2 separate regions of the Mus musculus genome follow, and region 1 is linked to region 2. The links are chromatin contacts, called in public promoter capture Hi-C maps. All regions are on one chromosome and are shown on one strand. Each heading gives the region's core, a stretch centred on a gene start, on an enhancer-like site or on the middle of the called end of the contact. The rest is flanking DNA. Distances are from core to core; before and after follow the strand shown. Region 1 has its middle 4.8 kb from the start of Gm38957. Region 2 overlaps Gm29873 (a long non-coding RNA gene).

Region 1 (6,773 bases), core at 1,231-3,730, 89 kb after region 2:
GTTGCTTCAAAGAGCAACTTTGTAGCTCTCCAGCTTCAGTAAATTTGTTTAAAGAACCAGATGCCATATCATTCAAAAACATTACGTTTAATTCAAAACTACTGTGCAGACCTACATATTCTGAAAACAAACTCTTCCTTTTTGTTCCCTTAGTAGAGGCTGTGTTGTTATAAAGTGGGTCTCTCTCCACCCTGTTAACTCAGGGCTTCTGGTTGATGTGTCGGGACAGCGTCCCTGGAGTTGTTTCTGTTACTGTAGCACAGAGACCTGAGTACCTGGCCGTCTGATCTCCTACTGTCTACGCAGCTTTACTCTCATCACTCTGCTCTCGAGTGCCTTCAAAAAAGCCCATGTCCTGGAGCCTCTGTCCCGGTCTGAATCCTACCTCTGATTGAGTCGTTCTCCTGAGCATCGGAATTCACCCTCTTCCCAAGGGCTTAACTACAAACTCTAACACCTGGCTAGGAATTGTGAACACAGTTGTGTATTGTTGCCCTGTCATTCACGGCAGGGTCACCTTTGTAGCTTCTTTGTATCTTATTCCCCCACCCACACCACTTCTGGACTAGAGCCATTTGTCCTTCACCTTCTAGTCTTTCACCACAGACCGACGGTTCCCTTAAAAATCAAAGGTCACCCAGTGCATCTCTGGGTCATCTTTTTCTCATCTGATGAAGTCTTCCTGAGTACCTACCCTTCAAACTAAAGGAGCGCGAGCTGCCGCTGGGGCGCACATAGCATCGCGTAACACTTGGTTCTTCCAGTGGCTAGCCTAGTCATAGGAGGAGAAAAGTGCTCTCTGGGGTTAACAAATTCCTTTCTTGATTTTTGATCAGCCCCTCTCTCTCATCAGCCACCTGTCCCCCTTGTAAGCCCCATTACGTCATTTACAAAGTGTGATTGATGTCTAATGTATGAAAGACGGAGGAAAAAGGAAGCTGATGTGTGCTCTGTGTGTAGTATGTGCACTTCACTGTAAAGATTACTTTAGCAACTGGCTGGTCTCTCGTGTCCCAAATTAAAGTTTGTGCTGTGTAATGGGTTGATAGTTCCCTCCTAAAGCAAAAACAGATGAGCTCTTTCGGTGAGGAAACAGGATTTTTTTTTTTTTTTTTTTTTAGGCAAATGAACACTAATTAGAGTATCCTGACCTGAGTCAAAAGCTTTGCTTTCTGACTTACAGTCTCTTGCATCTTTCCTTCCAGTTATTAGTACCCAGGCACCCAAGACTGATTGATGGTCGCACACCGTGGGAGACTTGAAAGGCGGCTGTTGATAAATTTTTCATCCTTTTTTTTGTCTGTGAACAGACAGGATGCCAGTGGGTGGGACAATACCAAATTGTGAGAATTGGGTTGAAAATACAGAAGTCAAGACATTGGAATGCCCCACTGGCTGTTTGGATTGAGAGCGGCATGCACACTGGAAGAGGTAGAGTCTGTGGTGCAGAAATCATTCCCAAGTGTCTAAAGGACCCTCCATGTTTGCCGCTGCGGTCAGTCTTGGGAACTGGGTGCTTTGAATCGGTTCCTTTTTCTCCAGTGTCCCGGGCGTTTGGATAGCGAAGAGCCATAGTCACCTGTCACTGGGAAGACCCATACCCTTCGAGAAGGATGGCTGCGTTATTGTGTCTGGATTAGGATACTTTTGGTCAAGTATCAAAGAGAGTTGTTGCCCCTCAGAGGTTTCCCCATCACTAACCCCAGCTTACCTTCATCCTATTTGAGCTTCTCTGGTGAGATTGGGGATATGGCAGATTACTCGAAAATGATTTTATAGGTGATGGAGATGCTCAAAAAGGGAGGGAAGCTGGGGCTTTGTTTAATGTCAAAAGGAAATCGGATGGTTTCAGTCGAGTCAAGAGCCTGCCTGTATGGGTCTGAAAAGAGAGCAGTGGCTTGTTTCTGTGTCTCTGGCTCCCGTGAACGAGCACAGCCTCTCCATCTGCCTTACCATGTAGGGAGCCAGGGAGCCAGAAACAGGGTCTCCATCACACCCCGAGTAGGCTCTGTGACTCTGGCTGCATTGGAAAATACACATGATCACTCACTTGAGTTAAGTTGGAAAGAAATAAATGGTGTAGTGTAATGTCTGTGTTTACTTCTCAAATTGTATTGCTAGATATGTGGCCTCAAAAAACCAGGTGAATTATCTTCCAGAATATGAGGGGTTGGGAGTAGGGGTGAGGGTTGTTTTGGGTTTTTGTTTCCTCTGCAGTACTTGTTTTGGCCATACGGGGCGATAAAGTACTTTCTTCTTAGCTTTTAAGTCTCTTCTGGGCTACCTCTTGGCTCACTGATTGGATTTGACTAAAACATTTTCACGATCACTAAGTTGAGCAGTTACTCAGGCCTGGTGATGTGAGCAGAGATGGGGTCCTGTGTCTGAGGTCCATGTGGCTCGTCAGGCATCATAACCAGCAAGCCTTTGTTAATATTGGTTCCATGAAACCGAAAGCTAGCCCTTATCATAAAGGCTCCATTGTTTACTAAACGCAGAACTAAAGGTGACCCTCCTCCCTGTTTCCACCCTCCCATTGCAGCCCAGTCTGCCCTATCACATCTGTGACAGCAGTGGGGACCTCTCATGTGTAAGCACACGCTCTCTCACTTTTTCTGCTCCAGGTGGGTAGGAAGGTCTCCCAGAGCAGGCCTGGCCCTCTCTCTGCACAGGTTCCTTGTCTTTGGGCTCCTGGCCCTCTTCAGCTCTCGGGGAATATTGAATGCGTCCTTTGCAGTGTCTCCAGAGGAACAGTTGGCTATCCACTCAGGAAAGCACAGGCCTGAGGCTGTTTACCTTGCAGGGTCAGGAAGCATTTTCCTGTGGAAGGGCCTCCTGCTGATTTTCTCCTGGTCCTTTCCCCCAGCAAGAGTCTGTGCAGTGCCAGTCGGGGGGTCCTTGTAATTCCAGCCCAGGCAGAAGTGGAAGGGAAGCAGTGACCAGGGTAGATAGCAGGTGTCCGGGTGTCCCCACAGTCCTGAGGTCACTTGCACTTTCTCATTTCTTAAAGGAAGTCCAGTGTTCTTGCCAGGAATCCTTAGCCTTAGGTTTACAAAGCTTGCTGTTGAATGTTCGTCCGGAGGAGTGTAAGAAGGCAGGAACTGCTTGGTTCCAGTCCTGCCTGCAAGGTCAAGAAGGTTTAAGACTACGTCTAATCTGGAATCCTTACCTCTGTAGAGGGCGTTGAAGGTCAAGCTGGGACGGTGAGGGGTGCTGTAAAGAAGGTCATTGGGCCTTCAGTTGTGGGTGGGGGTGAGTGGTGGGCAGGACAGAGTCTTACTAGGATGGGAAGGAGGGAGAGGAGGGCTTGGCCCAGGGAGCTGGCCGCATGGTGGGTGGAGCCAGGTGGGCTCTGAACTGGTCCAGATGCCTGGCTTCCCTTAGCCATCTTTTCCCTAGCATCCTGTCAGACCCCCGGCGTGATGATATGCTTCCCTGTGTTAACTCTACCAATATTATTTTTTTAGCAATGGAAATGCACTTTTTTTTAATTTCAACTCAATCATGATTTTAAGTATAAAAATTTATAGATTGTTAAAACTACTTTTTTGTGTATTTTTAACCACTCAATGTAGCATTGTATATTTTATTCTTATTGAGACTCTGGTACAAGGTGTGCCATTTAATGATTTTTTCCCCCCAACATGCTGGGCCTTTGGATGTGTACGGTAACCAACTTCATGCTAATGTTCAAAGTAAAAAAAGAAAAGTAGCCATATTCCCACGTGTCTTCTCTTCATTTCTTCTCCAAGCTCAGATGACATTTTGAGGGCCCCTTGGTCAATGATTGTTCATTTTATGTAATCATGTGACCCACGTCTGTATTATTGGTTCGTATCTCCAATGCTGTTGGTAGTGTGCCTACCCTAAGCCCCAAATCCAGCCTGGTCCCTTAAGAATAACATTCTTCCTGTCCCCCACCTGCCTGTCCAGTTAGTTATAGTGACTGAGTCTCAAGCTTGTACACAGTAGGTAAACTGTACCACTGAGCTACATCCTGTGTCCTCCTCTTAATTTGTGTTTTGAGATAGGCCCTTACTGAGTCGCCCGGGCTAGTCCTAAACTCACTCAGGAACTCAGGGAGGCCTTTAACATGCTGTCCTCCTGTCTCAAGCTTCCTGACAAGCCTGGGTCACAGGCTGCACCACCAGGTCCGTGTGAGCCTGTACGATGTACTTCCAAGTCTGCCCCGATCTCATCTCTATAGTGCTGCTGCCTTGGTGCCCCTGAGCTGCAGGCAGCAACACTGCTCTGGCCAACTGAGCAGTGAGCGCAGACTTTCCAAGAGGGGTGTTTGGGGGAAGGATCAGGATTGGGTGTGACCCAGCTAGAAGAGTTAACCCCAAGTGCAAACAGCTTATCCAGTATAGTCAGTGGGAGGCAGCTTTTCTCCTCACCCCCGTGGGGTTCAGTCCCCCAGCCAGTCATATCAGTGTGTCTGGTGAGTGCCTAGAGAGTGAGAGGTGGGCAATACTGGGAGCCCTCACTCTCACAAAACATGCTCTCCAGTGGAGGAAAGCTGACTTGCTGATCTCTGTCAGCTAAGCCTGGAGCCATGGCCTGTATATAATTCAGCCACGTGAGAGGCCGAAGCAACAGGATCTGACATTCAAACCAGCCTGGAAAACTCAGTGAGACCCAGATTTCAGTACAAAACAGGAGGATCTGAGGATGGTGTTGGGTGTCCACCCAGCATGGCAAAGGTCCTGGGGCCCATTTTTGCACTGGGTGAGGGGGCATAGGAAGGGGTATATACATTTAAAATTATGTAATTTGGTGTCAGGTGATGTGGGTCCCTGTAACCTGAAGCTTGCCCTCTGAGATAGGGCTGTGCCAACTGGAAGATAAGCCAGCTCTGTCACAAGCCTTTCCAATTCACATCTACCCTGTTTGTTCCTTTTACGGGATTCCAATTAGGGAGTTTAGTGTCTAGGAAGGAAACCGTATTGTTCACATTTCCCTCTGTTTGAAACCTCGTAGAACAGAGCAGAACTGAACAGATCACAGAATTGCCTTAGAGTGTGATGTGTGAGTGTATGTGTGGTGTGGTATATGTGTATGGTGTGTGTGTGTGTGTTTGTGTGTGTGTGTGTGGCATGTTATGCATGCAGGTGTTCCCTAGAAGGCCAGAAAGAGGGTGTCAGATGCCCCGGAGGCTGAAGCTCCTGACGGTTCTGAGCTGCCTGATGTGGGTGCCGAGATCAGCACAGTTTCTTTTCTTTGTTTTCTGTTTGTTTGGTTGGTTTTGATTTTGAGACAAAGGCTCACAGTTGCCATGATTGGCCTGAAGCTGTGTGAAGACCAGGCTGCCTCTTCGTCCTCAGTGCTGACATTAACGGGTGTGGCCACGCCTAGCTGTTCTTGTCTTGCGGATGGATTTAGTAGTCCTGGCTATGTACTACGCGCTATGCATTTGAGGGTGACACTGAGCTCCCATTCTTCCTGCTTCCAGCTCCCAAGTGCTAGGTTTACAGGTGTGTGCCACCAGGCCCGGCCACACATTTCCCTTAGTAGTACACCACCAGCATACATTCCACCAGTGGCTTTCAGACTTTGTTTTTGTTTTTGGGAGGGTTTTTGAGACAGGGTTCCTCTGTGTAGCCCTGGCTATCCTGGAACTCACTTTGTAGACCAGGCTGGCCTCGAACTCAGAAATCTGCCTGCCTCTGCCTCCCGAGTGCTGGGATTAAAGGCGTGCGCCACCACGGCCGGCTCAAACTTTGAATACAATGCTAGTAAGAAATATGTTACTGGTATTTTCTGTCTAACACACATGCAAACATTTACTTATATAAGTGAAAAAAAAAATCAAGAACGATAGCCCTATCTACTGTGCGTTTATTCATTCATTTATTTGAGAGAGTTTCACTGTGTACTTCTGGCTGACCTGGAGCTCATGATATAACACAGGCTGGCCTTGAACTTACAAATCTCCAACCTCAGCCTCCCAAGTCCTATGACTTAATTGCCTATTGATATATGTGTATGTATGCTTTGTGTGTGTGTATGTGTGTGTGTATGTGGTATGTTTGTGTGTAGTGTGTATTATTTATGTGTGTGTGTGTGCTTGTTCGTGTGGGGGGGTGTGGTGTGTGGTGTGTGTTTCTGTTTAGTGTGTGTTATGTATGTGTGTGTTCTTGTTCAGGTGGGGTGTGTGTGTATGGTGTGTGTGTTGTGTGTGTATGAGTATCAGTAGGCCAGATGATAGCCTCAGAGTGTCATCCTCAGAAATGTTATCCACCTCCCTTGAGAGAAGATGTCTCACTGAGCTCTAAAGTCACCTGTTAGGCTAGGCTGGCTGGCCAGCAAGCCCCAGTGATCCTCCCGTCTCTCCCTCCCCAGCCCTGGGATTAACAATGAAGTGCCCCCAACACCTAGCCTTTGAATGTGGGTTCTCAAATGAACTCTGAGACTCCTGCTTGCAAGGCAAGCCCTCTACAGACGGAACCATCTTCCTCAGCCCCTGGCCTTATTATTTTTTTAAATGTGGATCATGAGCCCCTAAATTAATTTTGAGGCTCACTAATGAGTTCTGTTTGGAGTACAAACCCTGTCTCAGAGCAGCATATGTCCACAATTTTGTTCAGTCCCTTTGCAGTAGCAGCCTGAATTCAATTTCACAGACAATCGGGTTATTTAACTGGATTTTCCGATGTCTTAAGCTTTGCCACTTCTCTTTCTGATTGCATCCACATTGGCCATTATTCAGCCCAGTGTCCTGCATGGAGCCCCTTCATTCTCAGACACTTTGCAGTTCTTTCTCACTGGAGCCC
Region 2 (6,527 bases), core at 3,775-6,274:
CATTCAAGCTGGGGCTCTCTCCCTGACCAATGGCTTTACCTGCCTTTCTTTTAAACCCTTTACCAGAACTACGTGTGTGTCAGGGATGCCGTGACTTGCAGGCCACCCTCTGTCTTCCTGTCTAGGGTGGAAGCGCTATGAGAAGGAAGGGGCTGGTTAATCCATAAGCAGAGACCGTCGGGCTCGCATCCCTGGGAACCAGCTGCAGCCCCTGCTCTCAGGGGCTCGGCTTCCCATCTGCCTCCCCCCACCCAAGTCTTGGAACGGGGCATCAAAAGCTCTTGGAAGAGCAATAGTCAGTGATGGGGGTCCTGGAACCCCTGAGTTCCTTCCTCTGGGGAGCTGATTGATTGCGTAGATCCCTTCCAGTGTCCCTGGGCCCCATCAAAGCTCCAGGTGCCACTCTCCTCATGGCGTGACTGAAGTCTGTGTAAGCACTGTGTGAAGGGCTAAGAGTGCAGAGGTGTGAACATGGCGTGAACGAGGGGACCGAGATGGAAGGGCATCTTCTTGCACCTCCAGCCGCCGCTAGCGCCATTCCTTGCAGTGGCCAGGAGCCCTCCCAGCAATGCTGTCTAAGCCATTACTGCCTCAGCTTGTACTCACTTTCTCCCCACAGACACATCTGACCTTCGGGAAGGAGTTCACAGAGGCAGTAGAAGCCAAACAGGTGGCTCAGCAGGAAGCGGAGAGAGCCAGATTTGTGGTGGAAAAGGTGAGTGTTCAACCAGATGGCAGAAACAGCCTTTCCCTCCTAGTGCTTGGCTCCCCCATCTGCCGGGTGGCCTAGAAATTGGTCATCTGTCTGGGATAAGCAGAAGAGGATTGAGGGGTCCTTACCCCTCCGATCAGTTCCAGAGTCTGTGGGAGCTGTCGGGGTTATGAGCTTATGGTCCTAAATCACTGAAGGGTCACTTACTTCCTACTTCCCAAGATCAAAAACCCTCTCCTACACATAAACATGTTCCCCCTGGCATGTTTTCAGCCTCGCTGAGGAGTTACTTCTACACCGAGGTTACATAGTGAAACCGACAGCAGAGGAGATCAAACATGCCAGATGTGCTTGGTGGGGGTTTTTTTTTTTCCCCTGTTGTCGAATCTACCCAGATGTTTCAGAGAGTGACGGAACACAGTGTATGTGCATAGTAGCCTCCTCTTCCTGGCGAATGTAAAGGCTTTTTGCTGTCTGCCTCTTCCTGCCACTAGCTCTCCTAATCTAAGGATGTTTAATCCTTAAAATGCAGAAAAGGCATTTGGTTGTGGGGAGCACGCCCCCTGAGTAGGCAGGAATGTTTCCCTTTGTGTCTACTGTGGCTCCGAACCTTAACAGGTCTAGTGCTGCTGGGTGATGTTGGGCGTGTAATAAACATTTGTTGAGCAGACGGCTTAATGTTTCGAACTGAGCACTAAAGATGCAGCTCGGTGACAAGAGGGAAGGCTGCGTGTTGAGTTCAGAGTCTTAAAGCCAAACTCTCCTCCCATGCTCTGAAAATCATATATCCTGATAGATGTCGTCCTGCTGGCTTTGGTAGGGTGAGCCAGAGACATCTTTGGGTACATGCCGGAGTCAGAGTTTTCTACGGGTAACTGCAAAGGGCAGTCACTGCTCTTAGGGTGCTTAATTTGTTTATTTGTGGTGCCCCAGAGGTCAATCCCTAGGAGATGTGTCACTGAGCTACACCCAGCCCAGCTCTGCTAGGGTTGTTTTGGAGGTTTGCTTGCTTTTTTTTTTTTTTTTTTGTCTGTTTGGTTTTTGGGTCGTTTGTTTGTTTGTTTGTTTGTTTGTTTGTTTGTTTTGTTTGTTTGTAGCCCTGGGTGACCTAAAATGTCCTGTGTAAGCCAGGCTTGCTTCAGGCTTTCAGTGAGCCGCCCATCTGCCATCGCCACGTTAGTGCTAACATAGTTGTTAGCCACCACACCGGGATGTCCTGGCTTTGATGGAAGTCATTTTGACGTGGCACTGGAAGGAAAGACGGACCTAAAGATTGATTTGATTCCTGCTTTCCCTTTCTGTTTCCGTGGCTTTGGATCAGCATATAAGTGACCATGTCCATATAGCCAAGAGAAGCATGTCCTATAGTGACACGTGGACATGAAGGGAACGAAGGAGACTGGGAGGACAGTTTTGACCCCATTGTAAGGGAAGAACGCTCCCAGGGGACCTAGTAGGTCCCCTCTGAAGGGGCCTGGCTTTGTCCTGGTTAGGCCATGGCTTGATATGAACGCTATGGAGTAATCTCAGTCTCCCCTCCTCTTCTGTAGGCTGAGCAGCAGAAGAAGGCAGCCATCATCTCTGCTGAGGGTGACTCCAAGGCCGCTGAGCTGATCGCCAACTCGCTGGCCACGGCAGGCGACGGCCTGATCGAGCTGCGGAAGCTGGAGGCCGCCGAGGACATTGCGTACCAGCTCTCCCGCTCTCGGAACATCACCTACCTGCCAGCGGGCCAGTCCGTGCTTCTCCAGCTTCCCCAGTGAGGCCAGCCGGGCCACGGCCTCCATCATGCTGAATGACGCCTTCCTTCTGCCCCACCCCAGAAAATCACTGTGAAATTTCATGATTGGCTTAAAGTGAAGGAAATAAAGGTAAAATCACTTCAGATCTCTAATTATCAAGCGAAGCTTTTATTGTTACACTTCTTACCCTCTTTCATATCCAAAATTGCCAAGTGCCTCTGCAGACTGGCCTTCCACCCTAGGCGCGGGCAGTTGGCAGAAGAAAGGCAGGGCAGTGTGTAGTGGATGGGCAGCCTGCTGGCAGCCTGCATAGGCCTAGGGCCTCCATTCTGCCGTATATTGAAGATTTAAAGACAGTGGCACACACACTTGAACAAAAGCAAGCCCTCAGTGTTTCCAGCCATTTGAACCTGGACAGATGCAGCTGGGGAGGGCCAGAGGAAGTGGTCTATCTCAACTGTAAGGCCCATCCCCTCTTAACCATGACCAGCGGAAGCAGGTGTGTGTGACCAGGGCACGGGGTGAAGAATCTGCCCATCAAGGTGGGTGGGCCTCATGTCGCTGCCCCCACCAGAGTCCTAAAACCTGGATGGACTTGGACGGGACAAGAGGCCTGGACTGAGATGTGAGTCCCATGGAAGACTTCCTCTCCACCCCCCACATCGGTCCTCTCAAATACCCAATGGGATTCCAGCTTGAAGGATTGCATCCTGCAGGGAATGAGCACACCTGCCAAGGACACGTGCGCCTGCCTTCCCGCTCCCTCTCTCTCAGAGATTGCCCTTTCTTCCCGAGGGCTGTGGGCCAGCGCTCCGAAGGAAGCAATCAAGGGGAGAAAACACAGTGTAAGCCGCTGTCAATAAATGACACCCAGACCTTCCAGCTGCACTCGGGGTGTGTTTTCAATTTGTGGGAGCGAGAGGATCAGAACAGAGTGTCCCAGCAGTCATGCGTGCGTGCGTGTGTGTGTGTTTGTGTCACCAGATGGGGAGGGATGTCCAGCAAGGCTAGAAATGCTTTGGTTTTAGGAAATGCCTAGCTGTGTGAGGTGGGTCCTACCCCATCCTGAAGTGAACCCTGGTACCAAACTCTGGGTAAGTTTTTCATGAAATGAGTTCATAGGAAGTGTGTGTGGGGGGGGGGGTTAATTTTCTTCTGTGGTTTTTTTTGTTTGTTGGTTGGTTTTTGTTTTTTATTTATATGAGTACACTGTAGCTGTCTTCAGACACACCAGAAGAGGGCATCAGATCCCATTACAGATGGTTGTGAGCCGCCATGTGGTTGCTGGGAATTGAACTCGGGACCTCTGGAAGCAGAGCAGTCAGTGCTCTTAACCTCTGAGCCATCTCTCCAGCCCTCTTCTGTGTTTTAATATCATTACAAACAGGGTTGCTCCGCCCGCCAGAGTTGATCAGTTCTCTCCTGGCAGGAGGGATGCAGTTGGTATCGGATGATCAGACCCAGTTCCCTGCTGTTGTCCACTTGTAGACATGAGGTGGCTTGGATTTCTCTGCAGTGGGTTCTGCTTCACTTTGCTGGCCAGCTTGGCAGTCTCTTGGCATCTGAGGAATCCCAAATACGTTCATTTAGATCGTGGAGTGAGAGCTGACCTGGGACTGAGAAATGACCAGGACTGACCTCTTACCTTACTTAGGAACAAGGCGGAAGCAAGCACTTTCTCCTCTCCCCGCCTGACCTCACAGGGACCCTTAGGAAGGCACGAAGGCCCTGTCTAACCGGGACCCTGCAGTTCCTCTCCCGCAGGGCCAGGCTGATCAGCAGGACAGATTTGGGGTGGAGCTAAAGGAGGGGATCTCCCAACATTTGTACACCTTTCACCTTTCACCAGACCTACGCAGGCTCTAGTCTCTCACCTCCCAAGAAGGGGAAGGTCCCCTCCAAGCCAACACCGAAACTGGGTGTCCTCACACTCCCAGGCCTCCTATCTCTTCTTACTTATACATTTGCTTATAAGACCGGGGAGGCCTGCAAATGATGAGGTGCCTGACTCAGGCACACTGAAGACTGCAGCAGAAAGAACCTAATTTCTAATAAGTTCCAGACCACCATCCACTCTCCAGCCATCCCCTTTTCCTGCCATTTATTACTTTGGACACCCTTGGGAGGAGGAGGCAGGAGGCTCCCCTCTCTCCCTCAGGCCCTTTTAAGGACCCTTGTGTTTCCTGCATTTGGCAGGAGATTGGGTTTCGTTTCCAGGTGTCTGGGAGTCCGGACTGTAAAGCTGCCTGTTGGTGACTGGATCCCTCCTGCTTCAGGGCAGCCCATGGGGTGATGGGCTGGCTAGGCCCTTGCTGGCTTCGCTGTCGGCCTCCCTATCACAGATGGCAGAGGTATATCCCGGTAGCAACCTTGGGGCCTCTCTCTGCCTTCACTTCCGCAGAATAAATCTTTTCACAAATGTTCAAGAGCTGTTAAGTGGCTTCTCAGCCCCTCTGATGGCCTCTGGGTTTGTGAGACTATCACAATGGGCCTTTATCAACGCCATTCTACCCGCCTGGGATGGAGAGCCATGGCCTGGCCTTGCCTGGCCAGGGAGAGAACAGGAAGTGGCTTCCTCCCTGTTGGCTCCACAGGGATGAATGGTTTCCTTGTTCGGGCTCAAAGGCTTACATGCTAAGATGTGGACCTGGATGAGGGAGGAACAGAAACCTCAAAGGCTTGCTGCCATCTTTCTCACTTCTGAGAACTTGATCACTTCACAATGGTGGGGCAGGGTTCTAGTCACTTCTATGTGGGTTTCTTCAAAAAATGAGGAAGACGATGGACCATTTGTCAAATAGTGGTGAATGACATTTGTTATTTTTTAATCTTTGATTAGAGGCAGTCTCCCATGTAGCATAGGCTAGCCCGGATCTCCTCTTTCTCCTTTCTCTGGCCTGAGTGCTAAGTCACAGGCACGATGTGCCACCATGTCTGCTTTGTAGATGCCATGCTATTCTAATGAGGCCTCCCAGCACCTGCAAGGGGAGTTGTGTAGTTAGGACCTCCCCGGGACCTTTGCCATCTGCCATCAATTTTGGGTGAAGCCACCAGCCCTGTGGGAAGTAACCTGGGTAAGGAGGTGGCTGTGGGACAAGGCTTGTTTCATCAGTAGCACCTCCCCTGAAAACACTGATCCTCACCTTCATTTGCCCCTCCCCCCATACCTGTGCTACAGCTCTTCTCCCCTCCTATTGGACAGCCTGCCCTTCCCAACACCCACAGCTCCAGGTGCCCTGACCTTTGAGTCTTGATTCGTTTGCTTCTCTTGGGCAACACATGGTCCCTTGTCCCCTATCCCCACTGTCTCTTCCTGGTCTGAGCAACATGCATCCACATTCCTGGGAGGCGCTTGGCATTCTGCACTGGAGTGCAGTTTGGTGTACATGTTTGTGAACATACGTATGTGTATTCTCTCCTCTGCCATAGCTTAGGCCAGGAAACCCTCCCTCTTCTTGTCCCTTTGTTCTTATGGGAATCCGTGTTGGTCAAGTAAATGGAAAAAGGAACCGAGCTCATGGTGCTGAGTTAGAAGACCAAGCTGGGAGCTAAGGCTCTAGCTCTGGGTGAGTGTGGTTTTGTTTTGAGGCAAGGTCTCATGTATCCCAGGCTGGCCTCCAACTTATTATGTAGCTGAGGATGGCTATGACATCATCCTTCTGCAGTCTATGTCCCAAGTACTGGAAGCACACAGATTTTGTGGTCTCTCAGTTAGGCAGGATATCTGCTAACAGTACCCCTTCAATTCTTGGGGGTTATCCCTCCCTCCTTATCTGTGCTCCTGAGTGCTCCAGCCACAGCATCGAAGGTTGCAGCAGAGCCCAGTGGTGGCCCACAGAACCTAAAACACTATCCCTCCCTAGGGACTAGGAAACATGGCTGACCCCTGACTTGGGAGATCGGATCGTCTCAAAGGGAAGACCTCTGGAATCTGGAGGCCTTGGGCCCCAGGGAGAGTTATTAGATACAGTGTATTGTGTCCAAGGCCGCAGTGGTCTGAGGAGTAGTCACACTGAGGCTCTTACGTGTGGCATACACCATACCACCTGTTTGCACACTTGTTCACTGACTTA

The links. Promoter capture Hi-C pulls out the DNA fragments that hold promoters and counts their contacts.
Region 1: a promoter capture Hi-C map of HPC-7-derived erythroid cells shows a contact between it and region 2, with 8 times the contacts expected there. The contact joins two enhancer-like sites. A contact is called at or near these places in 12 of 39 promoter capture datasets (the 3T3-L1 cell line, the HPC-7 cell line, HPC-7-derived erythroid cells and 8 more), 3 of 15 datasets of contacts at CTCF or cohesin (CD8 T cells, the NIH/3T3 cell line and embryonic stem cells), 19 of 484 Hi-C or Micro-C datasets (the 3T3-L1 cell line, the AtT-20 cell line, the G1E-ER4 cell line and 11 more), 12 of 115 datasets of contacts at active chromatin or transcription factors (CD8 T cells, the HPC-7 cell line, T-cell acute lymphoblastic leukemia and 7 more) and 4 of 9 other capture datasets (adipose tissue, embryonic stem cells, liver and 1 more).

What each region holds. Positions count from the first base shown.
Region 1 is chr11:95,768,636-95,775,408 of GRCm38.p6, forward strand. No RefSeq gene overlaps it. Among named protein-coding and RNA genes, the nearest start is that of Gm38957, 4.8 kb to the right of the region's middle. Within about 2 kb of position 2,481, at least 39 of the 459 cell types and tissues checked have an H3K27ac peak or open chromatin away from gene starts, as enhancers often do.
Region 2 is chr11:95,677,432-95,683,958 of GRCm38.p6, forward strand. It overlaps Gm29873 (a long non-coding RNA gene), which reads right to left. Exons shown (of 3, transcript XR_388979.4): 3 at 5,213-6,527. It overlaps Phb (prohibitin), which reads left to right. Exons shown (of 7, transcript NM_008831.4): 6 at 620-715; 7 at 2,263-3,342. The coding sequence ends at 2,475. Among named protein-coding and RNA genes, the nearest start is that of Gm29873, 6.6 kb to the right of the region's middle. Within about 2 kb of position 5,025, at least 29 of the 459 cell types and tissues checked have an H3K27ac peak or open chromatin away from gene starts, as enhancers often do.